Linked DNA regions of Mus musculus: regions 2, 3 and 4 are each linked to region 1. Evidence: chromatin contacts called from public promoter capture Hi-C data. All regions are on one chromosome and are shown on one strand. Each heading gives the region's core, a stretch centred on a gene start, on an enhancer-like site or on the middle of the called end of the contact. The rest is flanking DNA. Distances are from core to core; before and after follow the strand shown. Region 1 holds the start of Nr2c1 (nuclear receptor subfamily 2, group C, member 1). Region 2 has its middle 25 kb from the start of Metap2. Region 3 has its middle 19 kb from the start of Mir331. Region 4 overlaps Vezt (vezatin, adherens junctions transmembrane protein).

Region 1 (3,255 bases), core at 419-2,918:
GTGCTACTTTTTGTATGAGGTTGGTCTTTGCTATCACCGGGATAGGAATTACACACTTCACCACACCCTCAGAAGATATTTAGGCTTTGCTGCCTTGTATGGTCCCCTTGAAAACCTTTCACCTTGAAAGCGTTACACAGAATGATGAAATCATGAAATTGGTTAAATTTATTGTCACCATATGTTTAGTTTGTAATGGATACAAGCATCAAGTATCTTCTTTAATGACAATAGAAGCAACATTAAAACGACCTTTGAAACCAGAGTTAGGAGGCTATAAAGGGTGTCCTACAGGCTAGAACTGTACAGAAGGTCTAACTTGGAAACGGGAATTGTGGTTACTGCCACCCTTAGACTAATAGGTCTTTGGAATGATTGCAATTGGAAAACTTACACTGTATCCAAAGGTTCAAGATGCACACCAAAAGGTTACTGGCCATGTTGATACAAAGGACGTAAGACCTTTCCTTTATCTTCTATACATCTTCTGGGGTTTGGATACATGATTTCCAAGCCAGTCTCCACAAGAACTCCAGGTGACCTTTCCTGCTTTGCTTTAGCCTCCTGAGTACTGGGATTACAGGCATGTGTCACCAGCCTGGCTCCTTCCTGCAGGTCATCCAGGCTTTCTGTTCTTTCTCAATGTTAAATGGTCCACAATAAACTCCCACTTTTTCTTCCCTTCCTGGAATCTTCTCTAATGTACTTGCATTTCTGTCCCACCAAACTACAACTCCCAAGACACCCTCCCCAAACGATTTCCTTTTTCATGTTTGCTGTTTGATTAGAACAGATCAATAATCTCTTTCCAAATTTACCAAAGTAGACACGTAAAGTTTAGAGACAATTACTCAACCCGGTAAACAAGCAGACACTGTTTTAAAAACAAAGAACAACCCCTTCCTTGAAGTCTAAGACACACTAACAACTTCCAAGCGGTGGAAAAAAAAGCCCTAAACGGATTTAACTTCAAGTCTCTTTTGCTTGTCCTTTCCAGCTTTGGCTGACCTGCTTAACTCAGGGGTAGGGGACAGCCTGGCAATATCTGCACATCATGAGATGTTGTCTGCAGAAACTCAGGCAGTGCTCCTAACAAAAGAGCTACTGGAAGCTTTGATGTGCCCAGTGCATGAGATAGCCCTAGGCCACCTTCCCTCAGAGAAACAGCCACAGCGGATGCTGGTCCTCTCATGCAAGCAGAATCCTGAGCCGGAGGAGGTGTCATCCCGTAGCCCCGGGGTACATGGTCCCTCCGGTCCTGCGCCCCGCAGCTCCCTGCCCTGCACCCACCACGCGCGCAGCCCCGGGGCGGGGGAAGCGGCGCCGAGACGGAAGCGTTCCCTTTAGGTGAAAGGTCACCGGCCCGGCCCGGCCTCCCAAGGCTTTGGGCAATCCGCTAATGTCCGGCTCTCCGGTAACCGGGAGCTGGGACACTCAGGGACACGGGCGCTCGGGCCACGACGCTCGGCGGTTGGGCCGCCCCGCACCCGACTTACCCCTCCCGCCGCGGCGGCCGCTGGGCTGGAGAGAGCAGAGGCGAGGGGACCCGAGGCCAAGGGGACAGGGGAGCTTTCTGAGTTTGTGTTTTGGGGGTGGGGGTCAGAGTTCGTGACCCCACCCTCGGCTTGGCGGTGCGTGGTGCTCTTGGCGCCTGCGCATTAGCGCGGTGGAGAAGCGGCCGGCGGTGGTGACGTTCCCTGGGCGAAGCCGAGGGCCCCGGAGTCCAGCGGCGGTTCTGGAAGTCGATTGCCCCCTGTAGGTGTGGAGGGAGAGCGCCGCCGCAGCTGCGTGTCCACCCGATGCCCTGTGAGGATGATAGATAGCATCAAGTTCTTCCAATACCTGCAACTCTGGTGTCTGGCCTCCGCGGGCACGCGCACCCAAGTGCACATACCCAAACACACGTAATTGGAAATCAAGGACGACCGAGGGCTGGAGAGATGGCTCAATGGTTAAGAGGACTTGTGGTTCCTCCAGAGAACTTGGCTTGATTCCTAACACCCACCTGGTCTGTGGTCATCTTCTGTAACTTCAGTTCCATTGGATTTGGTGCCCTCTTCTGTGCACAAACATATGTGCAGGCCGAACACCCTACACACTAAGAGTAAAACTCTTGAAAGGAAGGGAGGAAGGCAGGAAGGAAGAAAGAAAGAAGGAAGGAAAGAAAAAGACAAGTCTTTTGAGACCTGGCCTGTCAGAACCCAGACTAGTCTTTTAACTAGTGATTCTCCTGCCTCCCTCTCCAGTGCTGTAGCGGTTTGTTTTGTTTTTAAATTTCATTAATACGGGCGTTTTACCTGCATCTATGCATCTAGGTGTACCTAGTCTAGGTGGAGGCCATCAGATCCTCTAGATGTGAACTTACAGATCGTTTTGAGTAGCCATGCAGGTACTCGGAATTGAACCTGGGCCCTCTACAAGAGCAGCCAATGCTCTTTAACAGCTGAGCCATCTCTCTTGCCCCTTAAAGGAAGTTTTGGTTTGAGAAATAATAAACAACCGAATGGGTCTGGGTTAGGTGTCTTTAATGTCTGGAAAACTGGACTTTGTTGTGGGCACTCTCTTAGATTAGTTCACCAGTGCTAAGGAGTCTGTGTAGGATAACAGGGCCCAGGAAAGAACACCCTGACCCTGACTTGACCCAAGCCCAAGACCTTGTCCCAGAGTCTGATCACAGAATCCCACCAACCCTCAAAGCTTTGGCCAAGATCAAGCCACATAATCCTCCCATCGCAGGCCACCCTGGAAAACCCCACACTCCAAGAAACCCTATATAAAGTCCATTTTTCTGCCCAGTTCCCTGAAGTTTCTTGAAGAGGCAGCCATTTTCCTGTTTTTTTTTTTTTTCCTTCCAGCAAATCTCGTGGGAGGTTTCTTGTGTGGTGTGGATGTGACTCTGTGGTATTCCTTGGCTCATGGTGGCCAGGCTACCTTTTCCAGAAGAGCTGTAACATCACGATTTGGGGAAACTTCCCCCTGCCTGAGCAGAGTGATAACACTGTCTGCCTAGAGCCCAATCCCATAGAACTTCCCAGCAATATGAGAACAGGCTGAGGCAAAGTCGTGTCAAATTTTACTTGACTGTCTTTATCAAAAGCAAGAACACAATCACTGCTGTGTACCTTATGTTCCTAAGGGCTGGGTTTTTTTTGTCCATTTTGCTAGACGATGTGTCCCCAGATAGTTAACAGTTCCTGCTGGTCAATAAAGATCTGCAAAACGAAAGGTCACCTGTGGCAGGAAACTCTGGTCTGT
Region 2 (3,255 bases), core at 549-3,048, 230 kb after region 1:
CCTTCTCATTCAGCCCAGCTCTTTGCCCTCAACACATGCGAATACACTGCTGCATGAAGACCCACTTACGTCTGCATGCCCAAGTGTGTCAACTTAAGCTGCTTGGCAACACACCATTAAGAGAAGCCAGGAGGCAGGCGTGTGAGGATGCGCTCACACACTAGACAGACCTCTGTGGCTCTCTTGCAGATCACCATTCAGACATGTTTGGAGAAAATGAAGATAGCATTGGGCAGATCCCAGTACCTGAGAAGGATGGGAAGTACCCGAACTCTGGCTCAGAGCGGGAAGGAATCTTGGGACGATTTAGCATGTTAAAGTGGGTCTATAGGGAAGCTAAGAACAAGAGAATCTCAGAGAAGCATGAGGAGAAACATGTCTAAAACTGTCCCTTCAGATCAGCACATCAGATCAGAAAGCCTGGTGTTTTCATTGAGGTGCATTGAAATTTCCTAAAGTGAAGCAGGCGGATGTTAGCAAGGCTCCTTGGGTGTTTGGTTGAGAATCAGATTCTGTGTGTGTGCATCAGGGGTGAGTGGGTACAGCATCAGTGAATGCACACACATTAATTGTGCAGTTAGAGACTGGCAGTGGTGGCGCACGCCTTTAATCCCAGCACTTGGGAGGCAGAGGCAGGCGGATTTCTGAGTTCGAGGCCAGCCTGGTCTACAGAGTGAGTTCCAGGACAGCCAGGGCTACAAGAAGAAACCCTGTCTAGAAAAACATAAATAAATAAATAAATAAATAAATAAATAAATAAATAAATATGCAGTTAGGGTTTGGAGTAAGAGCTATACTAAAAAGGAAAGTGTAAAAAGGATTTGGAGTGGGCTGTAGGGATGGCTCAGTGATTAAGAACACTGGCTGCTCCTCCAGAGGACCCTGGTTTGATTCCCAGTACCCAGGTTGCTGCTGACAAACCTCTCTAACTCCAGTCCCAGGTTATTTATCGCCCTCTTCTGGCCTCTGCAGGCACGGCATGCATGCAGTAACCTCAAGCCAAACACTGGAGAGATGGTTCAGTGGTTAAGAGCACTAGTTGCTCTTCCAGAGGTCCTGAGTTCAATTTCCAGCAACCACTTGGTGGCTCACAACTATCTGTAATGTAGACATACAGAAAGACAGAGAACTTATATACATAAATAAAGCAATCAAACAAACCAAACCAAACCAAACCAAACCACACCAATTTGTTTTAAAGGTCTAAGTAAATAATTGAAGATATGGAGTTGATCAACAAAAGGAGGGGGTGGATAATAAATAGCCACGCCACCGTTGAAGAAACCAGAGTCAGGCGCATGGGGGCCAGGTACTTGATTACCTGACGGCTGGAAAATAAAAATGCTGGATTACAACAATTGAGCGCTCTCTGTCTCTCCTTTTTCTGTGTATTCTCTTGCAATGCTAGATTATAATTGCTCTCTCTTGCTCTCATTCTCTCTCTCTCCCCCTCCCCCTCTCTCTTCCTTTTCTGTGTCTTCTCTTGCTATGCTGGATTACAATTGTTCTCTCTCTTCTCTCCCCCTCCCCCTCCCACCCTCCCTCTCCCTCTCTCTTTCCCCCCTTCTCCTCCCCTCCCCCTCCCCCACCCCCTCTCCCTCTCCCTTTTCTGGCTTTGAGAGCACAGGGCTCTGCCCCTTGAGGTACAGTCCCCTTCCACAGCACAGGAGATGCAGCTGAGCTTCGAGTCTGCAACTGCATAGCTCCATGATTCTCGGAGTCCCACGGACAACGGCTGAGGAGACAAACCACACAGGAAACAAAGAAAACAAAACCAACCAACCAAAACCCAAAAAACGAGTGGGTAGACTTTCTGAACACTCTGACCAAGGCGAGGCACTTAGAGACTGCCTCCCTAGAACATGTGCACACCCCTCCATTTATAAGCACAGAGGGCTGGCAGAATGGCAGCTTAACACACATTTAGAAACCCACCCAGAAACCTGACCCTAATTACCGTTTCCCGAGCCCAGACCCGAGCACTTGCCTAGACAGGAGTCTACTTTTCTTTGATTTTCTGCAAATGCACCTTTTGGGTTGTTCTAAAGGAAAGGAAAGCTCACCTCTAAAGTGTAAAGTCCCTTAATCCCTGGAAGAAAGCGTTCTTTCCCTCCTTGCTAACAGGGCCAAAAATTTAGATACAAAAGCTCCTGTGTAAAACTCTACAAGGTGGAAGGGACTTTTGTTTGGTATAAATGCCAAGTTAGTCAAATGCCAAGTGGGTGGTGGCACTCAGCAAAACTCCCAATTAGCTTTTGAAAGCATTGCTTTCAAAAACACAGCATCGTTTTATGTAAAGACCAACAGCCCCTGTGTGAGCAAAGATGATGGTCTCTGCTGCTTTTCTCAAGGCATTGGCAGTGATGTTTGTCATCTCTAGTCTGAGGGACAGAGGCTAACCCCGCCCCCCGCCCCCATCTCCCGCAGGTCTAAGTTCCCAGGAAACCAGCCCCGAATCTCAGTCTAGGGTGGCGGTGGACAGTCACTGAAGGCACTGGGGATGGGTAACCCACCCAACAGAGAGTCAGAGTACTAAGAACTGCTAATCAGTACAGTTGGTGGGGCCGGGGAGCCGACTCCAATGGCAAACGGCTGGGTGCCTGATTCCATCCGAAAAGGACCAGGGGGCGGGCTCCATCAGCGAGGAGCTTGCTTTCCAAGCACAAGGGACCCGAGTTGGAGTTTCCAGAGCTCATGTTTTTAAAAATCCAGATGCATTAATACACACTAGTAATCCTGCCTCCAGGGAGGCAAAGGCAACAGATCCACGAGGCTTGCCAGCCAAATAGCCTAGCTTATTTGACAAGCTTTAGGCTAACGAGAGACGCTGTCCCAAAAAATTTAGGCAAACAGCACCTGAGGAATGACACTGTGGGCCATGGGCCGGCCGCCATACACCTGGAACACTCTCCATACATATATAGAGCTACATACACATATACATACACATGATAATGTTTGCATGTGGTTTATATCTATACACATGTATGCGAATGTCTATATACATATATGAATGAGTATGTGGGAGCCAGAGTTTGACAGCACGTGTCTTCTTCAATTGAGTCAGAATCTCTCATGAGCCAGAAGCTGCTTCAGCAAGTCTGGCTGGCCAAGGAGCGCAGCATCTACCTTCTTCCATCTCTGTTACTTAGTCGAGTGATCTCACTTTCTGCTTTTCGAAGCTCAGTGACATAGACCCTTTAAGAGTCCTAATTTTACATGAGGAGATTAAGGCCTTGAGAAATTAAGTGCCTC
Region 3 (3,255 bases), core at 353-2,852, 200 kb after region 1:
TTTGGCAATAACATTCCCTAGTGACAGTCATGTTCCTCCTGGGAGCCCTGGGGTGACAAATGGTATTGTAGCAGATGCATACGTGCCTGGAGAATAAATCCTCCCTCACCAAGACGGGCAGCTGACGTGGACTGTCAGCTCAGTGTCCACAGTGAGCTCTGCAAACTTCCTGCCTTCATTAAACTATTAGAAAAGTGTAGGTTCATTTACTGTGACGATCTTATCTATCTTCAAAGAAATTGAATCTTAATGGGATAACAGATGATTCCTCCCACACACACACACACACACACACATTTTCCACTGAAAGTTACAACATAAATCCATTCGGCCTCATTCTAAGAGCCGACATGAAGCTGTGCCTATCCAGCTGACCCTCCAAACACCATCTGCCTGCAGTCTTCCCTTTTTAGGGGCCTGGAGTTTTCTGGCTCAAGGACAAGACACGTTTATTTCCAATGGATCAACACTGTCACCCAGTGGACAGAGAGACAGTTCAGCAGGCTGAAGTGTAAACCTTCTCTCGGCTTGACAGCCAGGGTTTAAATAGGAACCTGGTTGTTTCAGAGGGTCAGGAGTGGGTGAGTTGTCCACTTTCCCCCTGTCAGGAACTAAACTAACTTCATTCAGCTGAGAAGCCTTGGATCTAGATGTCAGGTGAGTACAACTTAACCAGGATGTGTGTTTCCTCTCAACCATCTCCTCTGCCAAGATTCCCAGGGTCTAATAGGCTGACAGGAGCTGGGTGATCATTAGTGAATCACTCCTCAAGTAAAATAGCCTAGTGAAGTAAACTGTGAACTTTGAAAGCAGCCGGAGTTCAAACCTGGGTTCCACTACTTGCCTGTGTGGCCTCAGGCAAATTACTCTGCTTCTCTTACTTACAAAAAGGGGATTGACTGATTAATACACATTTTCATAGTTTTACCTAAGGGAATACTATATATTACTTTACTTGTGTAATGTAAGAAATGAAACAAATATCCTATTTTGTTTGTTTGTTTCTTTTAAGGGATACGGAACTCATAAAATGACTAGAAATGTCCAGCAAGGAAACCGCGCTTGCTTCAGCTCCTGACCCATCGTGGGCATCTATTAGTCCCACAGTTTGGCCTATCTGTCACTGTATGTTAGCTTTGCCCTCTCTAGAAACTTGGATGAGGCTATTTTACTTACGGAGTGGTTCTACTTGGTTGGAAATGGCTATTTCCTCGCTAGCTTATGTGCATGCACTTCTTAAAAGTGAGACCTGACCTGCGTCACTCCAGTAATGTCCGTGCCGACTCCTAAGGTGGGCTGTGCAGTCTTGAGTTTTGCTCTGTATGAGTAGGCAAAGGGAAGGAGAAGCCCAGGCAGATGCAAATCGTTCTGGTGTGTGAAGGGGGGGGGGGGGGAGCGACCAGGAAATCCTTGTGGGAAGTCAAGCTTTCTAGCTTCTCATTCATTCAAAGACATGGTATTTTTCCCTACTAGGTTTCAGACAGGGCCACCAGACCCATAAACAAACGATGACACACTCCCAGGAAGCTATTTAGGGCTCCCCGAGGGCAGCGCCCTAAAGACAACTCACCAGGAGCAGCTGGTGCTTTGCCAGACTCCAGGCCTTTGGCGTTTGCAGGCTTAGTCTGATGAAGGGCAAGCCTTTCAAGCTCTGATTCACCCCTCAGCATAGTTCTGGGGTTAGCGTGGGAGCCAAGCAGTGGGAACTTCCACTGGATCCAAAGGGAAGGTCTTAGAGCAGCAGTTCTCAGTCTGTGTGTCACAACCCCTTCAGGAACTGCATATGAGATACTAACATTACAATTCATAACAGTAAGACAATTACAGTTATGAAGTAGTAATGAAATGATTCTTATGGGGGGTGGAGCACCACACCATGAGGAACTGTATTAAAGGGTTGCAGCATTAAAAGGGTTAAGAACCACTGCTGTAGAGGCTAAGTAGGAGAACGGCACGGTCATGTCCGTGTGTTTAAAGAACACGTAACTGTGGTCTTTTCCACCCATGTCCCAGTTCCTGAATAAGAACTTGCAGGCTTACCCTATGGGTGGAGCAACATTATGAACTAGCCAGTGCCCCGGAGCTCTTGACTCTGGCTGCATATATATCAAAGGATGGCCTGGTCGGCCATCACTGGAAGGGGAGGCCCATTGGACTTGCGGGCTTTGTGTGCCCCAGTGCAGGGGAACACCAGGGCCAAGGGGGGGGGAGTGGGTGGGCAGGGGAGTGGGGGTGGGTGGATATGGGGGACTTTTGGTATAGCATTGGAAGTGTAAATGAGCTAAATACCTGATAAAAAATGGGAAAAAAAAAGAACTTGCAGGCTTATTATTTATTAATAAAGACCTAGGCCTTAAGCTAGGCTTGTTCCCCGACTAGCTCGCAACTCAATCATCCTATTATTCTATGTCTGCCAAATGGCTGGTTACCTCTCCTCAGTTCATAAGACCGACTTCCTCCGAGCCCGAGTGGCAAATCCTCCCACATGACTATTTCCCAGAATTAGTCTCTCCCCCCCCCGCCCCCGCCAGATGTCCCACGTTCTAATCCTGCCTCAAAACTAATTGGCTAGCAATTTTTTTATTGACAAATGGTGTTTTTACAAATGCATAAGAGATTATCCCTACAAGAACACCCTGTAATGGGAACAAAACACCCATGGAAGGAGTTACAGAGACAAAATTTGAAGCTGTGACGAAAGGATGGACCATCTAGTGATTGCCATATCCAGGGATCCATCCCATAATCAACTTCCAAATGCTAACACCATTGCATACACTAGCAAGATTTTGCTGAAAGGACCCAGATATAGCTCTCTCTTGTGAGACTATGCCGGGGCCTAGCAAACACAGAAGTGGATGATCACAGTCAGCTATTGGATGGGTCACACGGCCCCCAATGGAGGAGCTAGAGAAATTACCCAAGGAGCTAAAGGGAACTGCAACCCTATAGGTGGAACAACAATATGAACTAACCAGTACCCCGGAGCTCTTGTCTCTAGCTGCATATGTATCAAAAGATGGCCTAGTCGGCCATCACTGCAAAGAGAGGCCCATTGGACTTGCAAACTTTATATGCCCCAGTACAGGGGAACGCCAGGGCCAAAAAGGGGGAGTGGGTGGGTAGGGGATTGGGGGGGTGGGTATGGGGGACCTTTGGGATAGCATTGAAAATGTAAACGAGGAAAATACCTAATTAAAAAAAAAGAAAGATATAAAAAAAATAAATAAGTAGGAAATATTGGAGGGACCAAGA
Region 4 (3,255 bases), core at 402-2,901, 140 kb after region 1:
ACTGACTGATTTAGAGAGCTAATAAAATGTTTCTCAGTGCTCATTTACTGTAATATTTCAGAGTGTTGGCTTTGTGGTCAAATTCTTTATTCAGTCCCATCCTTCTGGCTGAGTAGATATGTTGTATCATCTAGATAAGGGAATAACATTAATAATGATACATTGAGAATGCCCCATAGAGCAGTCAGTGAGATAGGACAAGTCAGATACTTAAGGTTTTGTCACAAAGTTTGTTGTGTCAAAGTTGTCTGTAGCAAATGAGTGACTCATGCAAACCCAAGTCAAACCTTTCCTGGAGCTCCTTTGTCTGCCAGGCGCATGCCTGACAGTAACAGTTACTGCCAAAGAGGGCTATGCCCTAAAAGGACGTTTTCTGGCTCTGTCAGTTCTATACAGACCCTCCAGTAGCAACAGCCAGAGCTCCAATGAAAAAAATTAGCTCCTTCCACCTGCCCCTGAGCCAGTGGTTCATTTGGCCCTTAAAAACATTTCCTTGAGCTGGAGGGATGGCTCAGCAGTTAAGAGCAATGACTGCTCTTCCGGAGGTCCTGAGTTCAATTCCCAGCAACCACATGGTGGCTCACAACCATCTGTGATGGGATCTGATGCCCTCTTCTGGTGTGTCTGAAGAGAGCAGTGGTGTACTCATATACATAAAATAAATAAATAAATCTTTAAAAAAACAAAAACAAAAAGCTCTTTCCTTGCCCTGACCCTCTGAGAATGTCCACCATGGCACATGAGCACCCAAGATTTCCATCCTTTGCTGTTGCTGAGTAAACTAGAGTGCATTTGGAGAGTTTGTGTCTCTCTTCCCTACTTTAGCTGGCAGCTCTGTTGCTGGTTTTGGAGCTGTGTCTCTAACACTGATTGACAGGTTTTTTTTTGTTGTTGTTTTTGTTTTTTTTTTTTCCAGACAGGGTTTCTCTGTGTAGCTCTGGCTGTCCTGGAACTCACTCTGTAGACCAGGCTGGCCTCAATCTCAGAAATCCACCTGCCTCTGCCTCCCAAGTGCTAGGATTAAAGGCATGCGCCTTTTTAAGATGGGTATCTCAGCTGGGCAGTGGTGGCCCACGCCTTTAATCCCAGCACTTGGGAGGCAGAGGCAGGTGGATTTCTGAGTTCGAAGCCAGCCTGGTCTACAGAGTGAGTTCCAGGACAGCCAGGGCTAAACAGAGAAACTCTGTCTCAAACAAACAAACAAACAAAAAAACCCAAAAAACAAAACAAAACAAAAAAAAAAAAAGATTTGCGTATCTCATGGAATGGAATCAAGGCTTTTAAAAAATGTGTTTATTTTTTGTGTATGGATGTTTTACATGACTGTCTGTTTACCAAGTGCATGCTTGGTGCCTGTGGAGGAGAAAAGAGGGTGTCAGATCCCCAAGAACTGGAGTTAGTTATGGACAGTTATGAACTGCCACAGTGGGTGCTGGAGCCAAACCTTGGTCCTCTGCAAGAACACAAGTGCTCTTAACTGCTGGGCCTTTTCTCTACCCACCTCAAAGTTTATTTGTTTTATATATGTGTGTGTGTGTGTGTGTGTGTGTGTGTGTATTTGCTACTCATCTAAGGTAACTTCCTCCATAGATTTCATCTGATAGTAACAGTGTGTTTCTGTTTAATGGAATTGGGATGACTTGGTATTGCATAACAAACTTTTTCTGGGGAGAAGTCAAACACTTGTCTACTCACCCCAGACATGGGGCCCAGGACAGACCAAAATACAGATACCACTAAAATCCAACTTGGTGAAGCAGTGAGTTTTATTGGAGCTACAGGAATACAGGTGAGGGGTCACTTACAGGAGCAGGAATGACTCAAAGACAGCTGCATCACCAAAACCCACCCCCAGGACTGGTGACAGCTCACAAAGCTGGGAGCCTGGAGCAGGCTGCACAGCTTGCAGGCGGCTCAACAAGTTGGGAGAGTGTCCTTTCCAGGTGCCTCAGGTGCTTTAAACCTCTTCCAAACACCACAGCTTCTGCTTCTCCGACAAGTCTGATCTCAAGATGTTCTTTGTAGCTTAGCTTGTCTGAGAGTCTTCTTTGTAGCTCAGCTTTGTCTGAGAGTCTCAGCTTTAATTTCATTCTCTGGCAGGGAGGGGTCTAGTGAGTTTGATCAGTTTCAGGGTCTTCCTGAAGATGTTTTGAGTTGTTTATCTCCCTGAGTAAAGAGCTTCCCTGTAGGGCAGAATGTCTCAGTCTTGGAGGAAACAGGTACACAACACTTGGGGCCAGGGACGGGATCTGTCCCTTAACCTATGCCCGTCTCCCCCCCACCAACCCCCCCATAACTTACAGAAAGATATATGCCTGGATTCTTCTAAATGCTTCCTGGGTTTTTTGTTTGTTTTTGAGACATAGTCTCACTATATAGACCATGCTGATTTAAAACTCAAGAGATTATGCCTCTGCTTTTGCTTCTGCCCCTCTGTCCCTCTACTTCTCAAACATGGAATTAAATGTATGTAGGGATCTCTCTGCATTGAATATAAGTATCCTGTTTTTAGGTGAGACAACTGAAGTAACCATGGCTTATAAATTGTCACAGATTATTTATCTAGTGACAGTCAAGAGTTGGAATTTGAACCTAAACTTTGCTTCCAGAGTTACCTTATTTTAATTTTTTTATTTGTTGTCAGACAGGATCTTAACAAGTGACCCAGACTGGCCTTCAACCTCCTCAATTCTGAGAATATGGGGGTGTTCTGTCACTCCCATCATAAGATGCTTGTATTTTTAACCACTGTAATCTCATGGATTGTTTGGTTTTTAAAAAAAAAAAAGTCTCACTCTCGTATCTGGCATTGCCTAATATGTTGAGTGAACTTGCGTTTTTAAAGGAACTTGAGTTTTGCTTGTAGTGTCAAGCATGGTGGGTAATGTGCATATTAGTGCTAAAGAAAGTGTTATCTACAACATTACACATAATATTATAATGAATATATTTAGGTTTTCTTGGCTTTAAGTAATTACTGTTTCACTGTAGGACCTCTTAGCAATTAACAATAGCCAGCACTGCCTATTTTAGAATGGTTTACTTAAAGACAACAAAAATTTGGATTAAAAAATTGCTTAAGAAATCTTTTTATAAATCTAAGCTCATTTTTCTTGCTGGTGCTCACTCAGAAAAATGTGTGTCTGTTTAGAGCTTTTCCTTTTTGGGTCTTTGTATTGCGTGTTGGTTGATTTATTGGTGTTCGATGGCATTTTGCTATAGCCGATCATACCAGTCCTCATAGGAAAGGCCATG

The links. Promoter capture Hi-C pulls out the DNA fragments that hold promoters and counts their contacts.
Region 2: a contact with region 1 is called in a promoter capture Hi-C map of the HPC-7 cell line. The contact joins the enhancer-like site here to the promoter of Nr2c1 in region 1. A contact is called at or near these places in 2 of 39 promoter capture datasets (the HPC-7 cell line and liver), 2 of 484 Hi-C or Micro-C datasets (the HPC-7 cell line and bone marrow-derived macrophages), 1 of 115 datasets of contacts at active chromatin or transcription factors (effector CD8 T cells) and 4 of 9 other capture datasets (adipose tissue, embryonic stem cells, liver and 1 more).
Region 3: a contact with region 1 is called in a promoter capture Hi-C map of liver. The contact joins the enhancer-like site here to the promoter of Nr2c1 in region 1. A contact is called at or near these places in 7 of 39 promoter capture datasets (the 3T3-L1 cell line, the HPC-7 cell line, liver and 2 more), 2 of 484 Hi-C or Micro-C datasets (both in bone marrow-derived macrophages), 3 of 115 datasets of contacts at active chromatin or transcription factors (bone marrow-derived macrophages, memory CD8 T cells and pancreatic cancer cells) and 4 of 9 other capture datasets (adipose tissue, liver, macrophages and 1 more).
Region 4: a contact with region 1 is called in a promoter capture Hi-C map of liver. The contact joins the enhancer-like site here to the promoter of Nr2c1 in region 1. A contact is called at or near these places in 7 of 39 promoter capture datasets (the 3T3-L1 cell line, 3T3-L1-derived adipocytes, the C10 cell line and 4 more), 1 of 484 Hi-C or Micro-C datasets (bone marrow-derived macrophages), 5 of 115 datasets of contacts at active chromatin or transcription factors (bone marrow-derived macrophages, embryonic stem cells, fetal liver and 1 more) and 5 of 9 other capture datasets (adipose tissue, embryonic stem cells, liver and 2 more).

The regions. Positions count from the first base shown.
Region 1 is chr10:94,146,344-94,149,598 of GRCm38.p6, reverse strand. Nr2c1 (nuclear receptor subfamily 2, group C, member 1) reads right to left here and starts at 1,668. Exons shown (of 14, transcript NM_011629.3): 1 at 1,497-1,668.
Region 2 is chr10:93,914,679-93,917,933 of GRCm38.p6, reverse strand. No RefSeq gene overlaps it. Among named protein-coding and RNA genes, the nearest start is that of Metap2, 25 kb to the right of the region's middle. Within about 2 kb of position 1,798, at least 33 of the 459 cell types and tissues checked have an H3K27ac peak or open chromatin away from gene starts, as enhancers often do. A contact at or near this core is called in the HPC-7 cell line, where this site is marked.
Region 3 is chr10:93,942,783-93,946,037 of GRCm38.p6, reverse strand. No RefSeq gene overlaps it. Among named protein-coding and RNA genes, the nearest start is that of Mir331, 19 kb to the left of the region's middle. Within about 2 kb of position 1,602, at least 79 of the 459 cell types and tissues checked have an H3K27ac peak or open chromatin away from gene starts, as enhancers often do. A contact at or near this core is called in bone marrow-derived macrophages, liver, macrophages and 1 more, where this site is marked.
Region 4 is chr10:94,007,202-94,010,456 of GRCm38.p6, reverse strand. All of the region lies in intron 1 of Vezt (vezatin, adherens junctions transmembrane protein), which reads left to right. Among named protein-coding and RNA genes, the nearest start is that of Vezt, 27 kb to the left of the region's middle. Within about 2 kb of position 1,651, at least 7 of the 459 cell types and tissues checked have an H3K27ac peak or open chromatin away from gene starts, as enhancers often do. A contact at or near this core is called in liver, where this site is marked.